Regions from separate parts of the Oryctolagus cuniculus genome. Here region 1 is linked to region 2. The links are chromatin contacts, called in public Hi-C maps. All regions are on one chromosome and are shown on one strand. Each heading gives the region's core, a stretch centred on a gene start, on an enhancer-like site or on the middle of the called end of the contact. The rest is flanking DNA. Distances are from core to core; before and after follow the strand shown. Region 1 has its middle 87 kb from the start of ESM1. Region 2 has its middle 16 kb from the start of HSPB3.

Region 1 (5,954 bases), core at 2,370-4,869, 430 kb after region 2:
GTGGACATCCTTATCTGGTTCCAGATCTCAGTGGGAATGCTTCCAACTTTTCCCCATTCAATAGGATGCTGGCCATGGGTTTGTCATAAATTGCCTTGCTCATGTTGAGGAATGTTCCTTCTTTACCCAATTTGCTTAGAGTTTCCATCATGAAAGGATATTGTATTTTATCAAATGCTTTCTCTGCATCTATTGAGATAATCATATGATTTTTGTTCTTCAGTTTGTTAATGTGATTTATCTCATTGATTGATTTGCCAATGTTTAACCATCCCTGCATACCAAAAAAAAAAAAAAAAAATCCCCCTTGGTCCAGGTGAATGATCTTTCTGATGTGTTGTTAGATTCAATTGGCTAGAATTTTGTTGAGGATTTTTGTGTCTATGTTCATCAGGGAAATTGGTCTGTAGTTCTCTTTTTTCTATTGTATCTTGTTCAGGTTTAGGAATTAAGGTGATGCTGGCTTCATAGAAAGAATTTGGGAGGATTCTGTACCTTTCAGTTGTTTTGAATAACTTGAGAAGAATTGGAGTTAGTTCTTCTTTAAATATCTGATAGAATTCAGCAGTGAAGACATCCAGTCCTGGGCTTTTCTTTGTTAGGAGGGTCTCTATTACTGATTTAATTTCTGATTTGCATATGGGTCTGTTCAGGTTTTCTGTGTCTTCATGGTTCAATTTAGGTAGGTTGTATGTGTCCAGTATCTATCCATTTCTTCTGAGTTTCCCAGGTTGTTGGCATACAGCCATGTAACTTCTGATAGTTCTTTTTATTTCTGTAGTGTCTATTGTTACATTTCCTTTTTAATCTCTAATTTTATTAATTTAGGTCTCCTTGTTTTGGTTAATTGGGCCAATGGTGTGTCAATTTTGTTCATTTTGTATTTTTTGTTTCAATTTTGTTGATTTCTTCTCTAATTTTAATTATTTCCTTTCTCCCACTAGTCTTGGATTTGGTTTGCTGTTGTTTTTCTAGATCCTTGAGATGCATTGATAGCTCATTTATTTGGTGCCTTTCCAATTTCTTGATGTAGGCACTTTTTGCTATACTTTCCTCTTAACACTGCTTTTACTATATCTCACAAATTTTGGTATGTTTTATTGTCCTCTGCATTTGTTTCCAGAAATTTTTTTATTTCTCTTTTGATTCCTTGAATGACCCACTGTTCATTCAGGAGCACGTTGTCCAGTCTCCACGTGTTTGCACTTGCAATATGTTTTAGAGATTCCTGAGTTGCCGATTTCTAGCTTAATTCCGCTGTGGTCAGAAAAGATCCATGGTATGATTTTGATTTTTTTTGAATTTGCTGAGACTTGCTTTATGGCCTAGCAAGTGGTCAATCCTAGTGAAAGTTCCATGCACTGGTAAGAAGAATGTGTATTCTGCAACTGTAGGATGAAAAGTTCTATAGATATCTGTTAGGTCCATTTGGTCTATAGTGTCGATTAACTCTGCTGTTCCCTTGCTGATTTTATGTCTGGTTGATCTATCCATTGCTGAAAGTTGGGTATTGAAATCTCCCGTTACTATTGTATTGTAGTCTATTTCTCCCTTCAGATCCATTAACATTTCTTTTAATAGTTAGGTGCCCTGTAATTAGCTGCATATATATTTATAATAGTTTTATCTTCCTATTGAATTGATCCCTTAATCATTATGTAGTGCCCTTCTTTGTCTCTTTTAACAGTTTTTGTGTTAAAGTCTATTTTGTCTGATATTAGGTGGCCATATCAGCTCTTTTTTGGTTGCTGTTAGCATGGAATATCTTTTTCCATCCTTTCATTTTCAGTCTGCATGCATCTTTGTTGGTGATATGTGGTTTTTTTGTAGACAGAAAATAGATGGGTTTTGTTGTGTAGTTCAGCCAGCCAGTCTGATCTTTTAACTGGAGAGTTAAGGCCATTTCCACTCACTGTAACTATTGATAAGTAACAATTTGGCCCTGGAATTTTTCCATAAATATTCCTATTGTTTACTTTGGATTTCCTTTGCACTTTTACTGGGAGATTTCTTCCTTTACCTTCTTTTGTAGTGGTGACCATGTTTCTGTGTTTCTGTGTGCATCATAACCTTAAGCATCTTTTGTAGGGCTGTATTATTGTGACAAATTCTTTCAATTTCTGTTTGTTATGAAAGTTCTTTATTTCACCTTAATTCATAAATGAGAGCTTTGAAGGGTATAATACTCTAGTTTGACAGTTCTTTTAAGACTTTCTTGACAATCTCTCCCAACCTATAGGCTTTCTTATGAGAAGTCCACTGTGAGTGTATTTGGAGATCCTCTGAATGCAATCTGGTATTTCTCTCATGCACATTTTAGAATATTTTCTTTATATTTTACTGTGGAGAGTTTGATTACAATTTGTCACAGTGAAGATATTTTCTCATTATCTCTATTAGGAGTTCTATGTGCTTCCTGTACTTGGATGTCCCTTTCTCCATATTGGGGAAATTTTCTGTTATTATTTCACTTAAAAGGCCTTCTAATCTGTTCTCTCTTTCCACACCTTTAGGAATTCCTAGAACCTGTATATTGAGTTGTTTGATAGTATCCTGTAGATTCCCAACAGTGTTTTTTTGTTTTCTAATTTCTTCTTGTTGTGTTTGGTCTGACTGTATAATTTCCTGTGTTTTGTCATCTAAGTTGGATATTCTTTTTACTGTTTCACTGATTCTGTTGTTAAGGCTTTCCACTGAATTTTTATTTGTTCTATTGAATCCTTCATTTCCAAGATTTCATTTTTATTTCTCTTTAATATCTCAATTTCATGAAAAAAAAATTTCATTCATGTCATGTACAGATATCATTAGTTCTTGCATTTGCTTCTGATTACTTCTAAGTAATCCTATGATCAATTTTTTGAATTCCATTTCTGGGATTTCTTCAGTCTCATAATCTTCACAATCTAGTATTGAGGGATTGTATTCTTTTGGGGGAATGATTTTGTCTTCTTTATTCTTGTATCTTGAGTTAGTGTGTTTGTTATTCAGTTTTTGTAGAGATACTCATGGTTTCTTCTTCTTTTTTTTTTTTTGTGGCTTTTATATTTTCATTATGCCTGTGCAGATTAGTGGAGTTTCTGCTTTCAGTGAATACCTAGAGACATATGGTGGGTGTAGCCAGGGAGCTCTGTTCAGTTCTCCAGGGTGAAGGGCATGTCTTAGATGACACACCCAGGTCTGACGTGGTAAATCTCTCTCTCTCTCTCTCTCTCTCTCTCTCTCTCTTTTATCAGAAGGGAGGTTTGCTCTTTTCTGTTGGCATAGACTCTGCTGAGCTCCTCTCCTCAAAGGAGACCAGTGCCTGGGTGCTAGCCCCAGTCTGTACATTATTCATCTGCTCTGCCACAAAGACCACACAAAGGATCTATGCAGTCCTCAGTGTAAGCTCAGATTCCCCAGCAATGTCCCTCACCAGGTAACCAGGAAGTCCTGAGCACGTGGAGTCTCCCACAGAGACTGCCCAAAGTCCCAGCCACACTCTGAGTCCTCCCATGTAGCCTCAAGGTTTTCAGTCCTGGCGCACAAACCTCTCACAGTCACGAGCACCCAGCCCCCTGTCTGTTCTCTCTGCCAGACTCAGAAGACTACTTGGCTGGTTGCTAGGCACAGATACGAGCTGGCGCAGCTGTTATGTATATCTAAAATGGGTGCCTGCTCTCTATCAGCTTGTTTCAGGATGCCACTGTAGGGTGATCGGGGAGAGAGAAATGTGCCCTCCCTTCATTTTTTCTCCTCTAGTTTGGCAGATACACTATCCCCCATGGGGTTCCAAGGCTGATTCCCTCTAGGCTCTTCCTGAAGCCTATTCACCAGTGGCTGCGGCTGCTGCAGTCTGGTCTCACCTCATTCTCCAATGCTGGTGCAGAGCAGCCAGTATCTTCATCCCATTCTTCCACATTGGTGCAGGAGACCAGGTACCTGGGCGATCTTCTGCTGCTTTCCTAGGAGCCTTTGCAGGGAGCTCAATTAGAAGTGGATCACCTGTAATTTGAACGGGTACCCATTTATGATGCCAGCATCTCAGGAAGTGGCTTAACCCACTACATTTACCACAACACAAGGCTGCAAGATGTTTCTCTATAGTATCTGGTCAGGAATCCACCCACAAAAGCATTTCCCTCTCATATCATCATCTTGACTGGCACTGTTCTGCTCCAACCAAGCAACAGGAGTAACTCTATTGGCCTCAACATTATTCACTCAGAAAGGAAGCTTTAGAGAGCAGAGAAAAAATATTGTGATACAAATTCATTCAACAAATATTCATTGAACTCTTCCAAATGCAAATTGTACACAGAAGATGCTATCGTGTGTGGAGAGATCAGCTACAGCCCCTGCTTTCAAGGAAGTACAATATAAAGAGGAGTATTGGACATGCAAAGAAGTGATTTTTAATAAAGGATAATTGTAAATTGAGTCAATCCTCTAGGCCCCAAATTCTCCTGTCTGGATGTGTCCACCCCATTAACCATTCAAGATGTGCCCAGCTGGAGCAGTGATGTCAGATTTGTGAGACCCCTTACCCTCTGATACCACCTGACTGGCCAAAATGGATACTTGATATAAGGGGCATTACCTTAGGGACTGAAACTGTCAGATATGATCCCTTCTCTAAAATTTCTACCACAAAACAAAGAATGCCATGTTTTGGCTGCAGTCACAGGACCAATGGGTCATGTGGAGATGGCACCTTTGCAAGCACCAGCAAAATCCTGTGTCTACCCTAGTGAAGGAATGGGTACCACAGTCCATAGAGAAAGGTGCTGGCCTCTGTCTCAGCCTTTACTGAGAGTATATTGGCAAAGAAAAACCAATTACAAGAGATAGAGCCACAGACAGTGAGTAGCTGCCTATTGGCTGTCTTTTCCCCCTGGAGACTTGATGTACTTCATGAATTTGGCTTCTGTTAGGATTCATCTGGGTTCTTTCAACCAATCTGCACTTTTCTAGAGTTCACATGTAACTCTAGCTTTGCAGATTCAGATGTGTACAAACGAGAACATTCTATTTTTCCAAAACTCGATTAGATTTGTGTTGACCTCCCAACCTGCTGTGGCTACAGAACTACATTTCAGTCCATTGAGCTTCTCCCCTCTTCAAGGGCCTCCAAGTTGTGTTAGAGTTCCATGGATCTTGTATGGTGCCAGGACATTGGAGGGGGTTGGAGAAGAAGAGTGGCCATTTGCTGCACAGCTCTCATCACCCATGAGTGTTGTGCATGCGGGCTGCAGCACACGGCCTCATTCCCATTGGAATGGCTCCATCTAGTGTCATTTCCTTTTCATTTCTTCCAAGCCACTTCGCTGTTGAGTCACACCTGGTATAGGAACTCTCTGTGAGGAACCCTGGATATCAACACACATTACACACACATTATCTGTCTTGGGGTCTCACTGTCTTCCTGGGGCCTATAAATCCAGATGTGGGGAGTCAGACTGCTTCCATGGAACTCACACTGTCTTTGGGGCCCACCAATGTCATTGCTGTCACTGCCTTGTCCTGGATATCCTGTCCTCCAACCCAGGAAGTCCTCATCCTCTCAGCCTGCTGAGTGGTGAAGAGAGGGAACAATGAATAATAAAGATGGAGTCTTAACCACTCTGCAGAACAGAATACGAAATCTTGAGTTTGATTATTACAAATAAAGTTATGATTCATGCATATATGAGTTGTTGACTGGGACTTGTATTTGCCACATTAAGGGGTCTGTCCAAGAATCCTAAGAATTCCCATGAAATCAATCCTACTCTCAAACTGGTTAACCAATGTTTGAGTTTGAGCCAATTTCCTTGAGGCAATGGCTATTTCCTTGGTATTGATGTGTGAGAATGGGGGTCTCCCAGAATTCACTGCTTGTTTCAGAAATACTAGGCTTTGAAGAGTACTTTGGGATACTTTGACTGTCCTGAGAAGTCAATAGAAGGAAAAAAGGGAGTGAGGGGTATATGTGT
Region 2 (6,309 bases), core at 2,518-5,017:
TATGAGGCTCCTATCCATCTGTTCAAGGCGTGCTATGCTTTCCCTAACACCTTCTTCAAAATCCCTCCAGCTTTCATTCATTTCCTCATTCCCAAGCCACTCTCACACTTGAGGTTTTTGTTAGGGGGTACCCTGTTGTAGTGACCCAGAGTATACGTATCAGCTATTCTCTTGCTGCATAGGAAATCATCCCCAAAGTTAGCTATTTGAAATGATAATCAATACTAGCCCACAGGGTTTCTGTGGATCTGAACTCTAGTAGTGGCTGGGGTGGGCAGGACTTGGGGTCTCTTGCGAAGTTGCAGTCAAGATGTTACCCAGCGCAACAGTCAGCTGAAGGCTCGACTGGAGACGGGAGTCCTGCTTTCCAGATAATTCACTGACTTGTGCTTGTTGGTAGCAGAAGACGTCGGCTCTCCACAGGCTCCCCACAGAAAGGTGTGGGGCTCCTCAGGGTGAGGGTCTGAAGAGAATGAGTAACAGTGAAAACCTCAGTGTCTCTTGTGACTTAGCTTCAGAAGCCACACATCATCATGTCTGCACTATCTTCTGGTTGCATGGTCAGCTGCATTCAATGTGGCAGAGTATGACCAAGAGCGTGAACACAGGAAGTGGATCCTTGGGTGCCATCGTGGTGGCTCACGACTACACTAATCAAAGGAAATTGAGATGGATTCAAACAGAGCTGAAGGAGGCGGGCTGTGGTGGTGCAACTGTGGGCTCCTGGTTGTCAAGCAGAAGAGGATAGGGGACTGGCGCTGTGGTGTAGTGGGTAAAGCCACCGCCTGCAGTGCCTGCGTCCCATATGGACACTGGTTCAAGACCTGGCTGCTCCACTTCCGATCCAGCTCTCCGCTATGGCCTGGGAAAGCAGTAGAAGATGGCCCAAGTCCTTGGGCCCCTGCATCCACGTGGGAGACCTAGAGGAAGCTCCTGGCTCCTGGCTTTGGATCAGTGCAGCTCCGGCCATTGTGGCCATCTGGGGAATGAACCAGTGGATGAAAGCCCTCTCTCTCTCTGTGTCTCTCTCTCTGTCTCTGTCTCTCTCCTTCTCTCTCTGTGAAAATCTGACTTTCAAATAAATAAATAAATCTTTAAAAAAAAAAAAAAAAGAGGATAAATGTGGAGATGTCTATGGAGAGCTCAGGTTCCAGACAACTCCCACATACACTTCTCAGGAGGATTCTGGATGAAAAGCTTGGAACTGGGCCTTTTTAGGAAATACAAAGATATATTTAAAAAATCTGAAATCTATACATATAAGAGGTCTTCAAAAGTTCATGTAGAGAATGATGCTGGATTTCAAAACATTTTTGCAGCAAAATAAACTCACCTTCTCATTCCATTTTTCCACAAACTTTTTGAAGTATTTTTCTATGTTCTTCGTTATTCCTGCTGATGTTGTGGATCGTCTCCATTCTTCCTTGCTAGACCATGGCTTTAGTGCGTGTGTGACTCTTCTTCCTCCTTTTAAACTGCACCTAGTTTTCAAAACGCCCCATTCTTTAAAAAAGTGGCATGTTTTCTTATTTTCCCACTGCTGCAGAAACTGGTTGAAAGACTTCTCTACTATCTGGATGCTACCTTTCTGTACCAAAAAGCAACACTGTCCAAGTGAAGTGAACTTCATTCTCATCTTTTCCATTAATTGTCTCCCTCACTAATCTGATCTTTTTTTTAAAAAATATTTATTTATTTGAAAGAGAAGCAGAGAGAGAGAGAGAGAGAGCGAGATCTTCCATTTGCTGGTTCATTCCCCAAATGGCCACAACGACCAGGGCCAGGCCAGGACAAAGCCAACAATAGCCAGGAGCTTCTTCCAGGTCTCCCACGTGGGTGCAGGGGCCCAAGCACTTGGGCCATCTTCTACTGTCTTCCCAGGTGGACCGGCAGGGAGCTGGAGTGAAAGTAGAGCAGTCATGCTCCATCTGGTGCCCACATGGGATGCTGGTGCTAGAGGTGGCAGCTTAACCCACTATGCCACAGCACCATGCCTAATCTGAGCTTTTTAAAGAGATTAATCTTTCGGGGCAAGCATTTGATTCAGTGGTAAGATGTTGCTTAGGACGACTGCCTCCAATATCAGAGTGCCTGGTTCAAGTCTGAACTCTGCTTCTCACCCAGCTTCCTGCTATTATGCGCATAATGGCACAAGTACTTGGGTCCCTGCCACCAGTGTGAAAGACCTGGATTGAATTTCTGGCTCCCATCTTTGGCCTGTCCCAGCACTAGCTGTTGTATACATTTGGATGGGAACTCACCCCCCTCTCTCTGAGTGAAGGGAAAACAAATTCAAATTTTAAAAAGCAAGATGATTTTTTCATCTTTGTATCACCGAGGCTTTTCCCAGACCTGGTATATAGTATGTCCTCAATAAATGTATAACGTTATAATATATTTGAATATTGAGAATCACCAAACATATGTATTCCCTCTATCCCTTCTGCTGCCTACACACAGAACCAGTGAAACAATTCCTTAAAATAGCTTATTTTTAATGACCTCAAAGTTACACCTTTATACTCATTCTTTTCTTTTTTTCTCTTTGGTTATCTTTATTAGTGGCTAATGCCCTTCTTTCCCATACTATAAGAAGATTACTTCAATTAGTGTTAACCGTCTCCTTCCTCGTGCCCCTTCCCCCACTCTCTTGTGGGAATTTTCTTGGTGTTTTTCCATCCCTTTCAGATTTAATGGTGTAGATGGTAGGTGAATTGGGGTTGCAGATTGGTGGAGTTATATAACGGGCACACTTAGGATGATGGTTTTGTGGCCTTACTGCTCCCACCCTTTTTTAAAGAAGGTGTCAAAGATCTATGAGATCTTAGATTTTAGTTGCTGTTTGCCTTCAAGTGGTAGAGATGAGCTGGCCAAGCAGTCTCCTCCAGAATTTCCAGCAAGTCCAGGAAGATAGCACAGGACTTCAAGGGCCCCAAGAGCCTTCTGCCCCAAGATATGCCCCCAGTAGCTTGTGTTGGTGTCTGAAGTCTCTGTATTTGGGAGTATTCTCTCAGGTTGTAGGCTCATTGGGATCTTGAGCCCTAAATAAATTCCTCAAACTTGTTTGCCTCTAGGCACAGATGCTTCTTGACTTATGATGGGATATCATCTGGATAAACCTATTGTAAGTTGGAAATATCACATGTTGAAAATGCATCGAATACACTCAGCCTCTCAAATATGGTAGCTTCACCACACAGCATGCTGGACTATCTGTGGCTTTCCCTTTTGATCCCAGGGATGATGGGAGCTCTGGCTCACTGTCCAGTGTCCCCAGAGAGTCATGTACCATGTATGGGCAATACAGGAAAGTATCTAAATCCAAAACTGGAAATACGGTTTCTACTGAATGTGCATGGCTTTCACACTATCATTAAGCTGGAAAATCATAAGTCAGGGGCCTAGTGTATTTGCTTTATTACAGCCAACAGAAACCTACTCAGAATAGCTTTAGAAATACACAGAATTGTATCCAAATGATGCAAGTGTTATTTCCCAAGACAAGGACAGATAATGGCTTGGAAACTGATTCTTGGAAATTTTTGTTTGTTTCTGAGAATTCCTAATTCTGAGGCAACTATTCTCTCTGAGGCTGTGTGATCCCTTGCTTCTGCTATTCCTAGCTGGGAGTAGCCCTTGGCCCTCTCATGGCAGGAAATGGTCACTTCGACTCCATGAACCCCTCAACTGAAGGATTGACAAGGACCTAACGTCTCAGAGACCCAGTTCCAAATCCCCTAGGGAACTGGATTGCCTCAGTTCTGGTTAGGAGTCCACTCACCTGGCTTGGGGAGCAGGCTCCCACCCAAGCCACAGTGCCATGGGAGCAGGCTTTCAGAGCAGGTGACATGCAAAGCAGATCTTCCAAGTCTGTGGGGAAACAGCAGAAACAATGAGACTCTCCCCCTTCAATATCCCAGGAGCAAATACCTTTCCCCACATTAACTCCTTGTGTCTGACTAACTACGGGGTCCTCAGATAAAAAATGTGTATTTGAAGCCCCTGCCCCCTTGCCAACCTTCAGTGCTGGAGACTGAGACCGCCCTGGATGGTACTGCAAAATAGACAGAGAGGTCATTGGCTGGGAAACAGCTGCACAAGGAAGAAAACAATGTTTTAGAGAACACTTCTGGCCAGCTGTTTGTAATCAATGTAATAGCCACATGGAGTTTTTTTTCTCTATTTCATTTTTGCTTTTGACCCGACAGGGACTTTATGTATTAGTTCATTTCCTTGTGCTGTCTTCCAGCTGAGAACTGAAGTTCAGCTTGGTCAGGTGATGCACCTGGGGTTACAAAGCCCATTAACATCCCCGACTTCTATCTCCACCCCTGATTCTGTTGGTTCTGCCCTCTATCCCTCCCCCACTCTCTCCAACTCTACATTTCTTCCATCTGATAACCTTATCTGATCTTGCAGTTAAAGTATGCTGTGGAAAAAATAACTCAGAAACCCCGAGAACCCTTTGTGAACAAGCTGTGGTAAGGATTTCCTTGGAATTTCCCTTCAGCTTCTCAAGCTTGGTAGCTCAGCATTAGAAAGTCATGTTAATACCACTGAAGGGCTTAGAAACAAACTGTGGAAAAAGAATAAAAATCATGTGATAGTAGTTGATAAAGACAGCTCTAATGTGATAGGGAAGTGTGTACATTCCTCCCCAGGATCTGGCTTGATCTGAACCTTTTCTGTGCAGAATTCACAGCTCATTAAGTTAGCCAGTAACATCTAGCATCAACCAAGGCCATGATTAATGTTTAAAGAAACTTGGGCAATGCTAAATGCTACTGTTTTATTTAGTTGATTATTTTTAATTTTTGTTCTATTTGAAAGGCTGAATGACAGAAACAGAATCTTCCATCTGACTGTTCACTCCCCAAAAACCCACAATAACTAAGGCTAGACAAAGCCAAAGCCAGGATCCAAGAACTCAATCCAAGTCTCTCACATGGGCGGTGGAGACACAACTACTTGGGCCATCACATGCTGCCTCCCAGAGTGTGCACTAGCAGGAACTGGAATTGGAAATAGAACTGGGACTTGCACACAGATACTGAGACAAGGGATATGGGGGACCAAGAGGTGTTGTAGCTACCGGGTCAAGTGCCTATCCTCCTATTATTATTTTTTTTTAAAGTCACAACTGTGTTGAAATGGGTCAGTCTTGGGGCTGGTGTGTGGCAAGCAGGTAAAGCCACCACCTGCAATGCTGGCATCCTATATGGGCACCAGTTCTACTCCTGGCTGTTCCATTTCCAATCCAGTTCCCTGCTTATGTGCCTGGGAAAGCAGTGGAAGATGGTCCAAATTTTGGGGTCCTACAACCACGTGGGAGAACCAAAAGCTCCTGGCTCCTGGCTTTGGCCTGGCCCAGCCGCAGCCATTGCGGCTGTCTGGGGAGTGAGCCAGCAGATGGAAGACCCCTCTATCTCTGTATAACTCTTTCAAATAAATAAAATAAATCATTTTAAAACAGAAAAAGAAAAGAAGAAATGAGTGTCTTTTCTCCAAAGAGCTTTTACCCCCTGGGTAGATTACAAATAATAATAATAGTTGATGTTAACAGATACTGTATGCCAGATTCCCTAATCCTAAAAGTAACCCAACAGGTAGACATATTTTTCCCATTTTAGTGAGAGCAGACCTCTCTCTCACTCTCTTCCTATCTCTATATCTCTCTCTAGCTCTTTCAAATAAATAGATGAATCTTTTCCTAAAAATTAAGTCAAAAGCCAAGAGGTCTAAGAACTGTTTGTTCAGGATTTCAGTCACTGTTACTCATGAACCAGCCTTCATCTGGAAATTCCAGTCTCTCCCACCAGAGGGCAGTTATCACATCTGAAAAAGGAATTGGCTGCTGGATTCACTTCATTCCTCCACATTTCCACATTGTTTTACAGCTCTGTACAGACTCTGAGAAATTACTATGTCATTGCTTCCCCCCTCCCCAGCAACTTAAAGAAGTCTATGATGACTTAGAAATCATTTCCCAAGATGGGAGTGTTAAACTGGGCCAACAACAAACGCTTGTATTGCTCCTACTTTGGGAGTAGAAACCCAGAGTGAAACACTGAATGACAGAGTCCAAAAGCATCCTTTTGGGGCTGTCACTGTGGCGTAGTCGGTTAAGCCTCTACCTGCCATGTCAGCATCCATATAAGCACCGGTTCCAGTCCCAACTGTTCCACTTCCTACCCAGCTCCCTGATGATGCACCTGGGAAAGTAGCAGAAGATGACTGCTGTCACCTTCATGGGAGACCCAGATGGAATTCCAGACTCCTGGCTTCAGCCTGGCCCAGCTCTGACCATTG

The links. Hi-C and Micro-C count contacts between places; a contact is called where the count stands out from the background.
Region 1: a contact with region 2 is called in a Hi-C map of embryonic fibroblasts, with 5 times the contacts expected there. The contact joins two enhancer-like sites. A contact is called at or near these places in 2 of 6 Hi-C or Micro-C datasets (embryonic fibroblasts and skin fibroblasts).

What each region holds. Positions count from the first base shown.
Region 1 is chr14:75,654,497-75,660,450 of mOryCun1.1, forward strand. No RefSeq gene overlaps it. Among named protein-coding and RNA genes, the nearest start is that of ESM1, 87 kb to the right of the region's middle. Within about 2 kb of position 3,620, at least 1 of the 8 cell types and tissues checked has an H3K27ac peak or open chromatin away from gene starts, as enhancers often do.
Region 2 is chr14:75,222,169-75,228,477 of mOryCun1.1, forward strand. No RefSeq gene overlaps it. Among named protein-coding and RNA genes, the nearest start is that of HSPB3, 16 kb to the right of the region's middle. Within about 2 kb of position 3,768, at least 2 of the 8 cell types and tissues checked have an H3K27ac peak or open chromatin away from gene starts, as enhancers often do.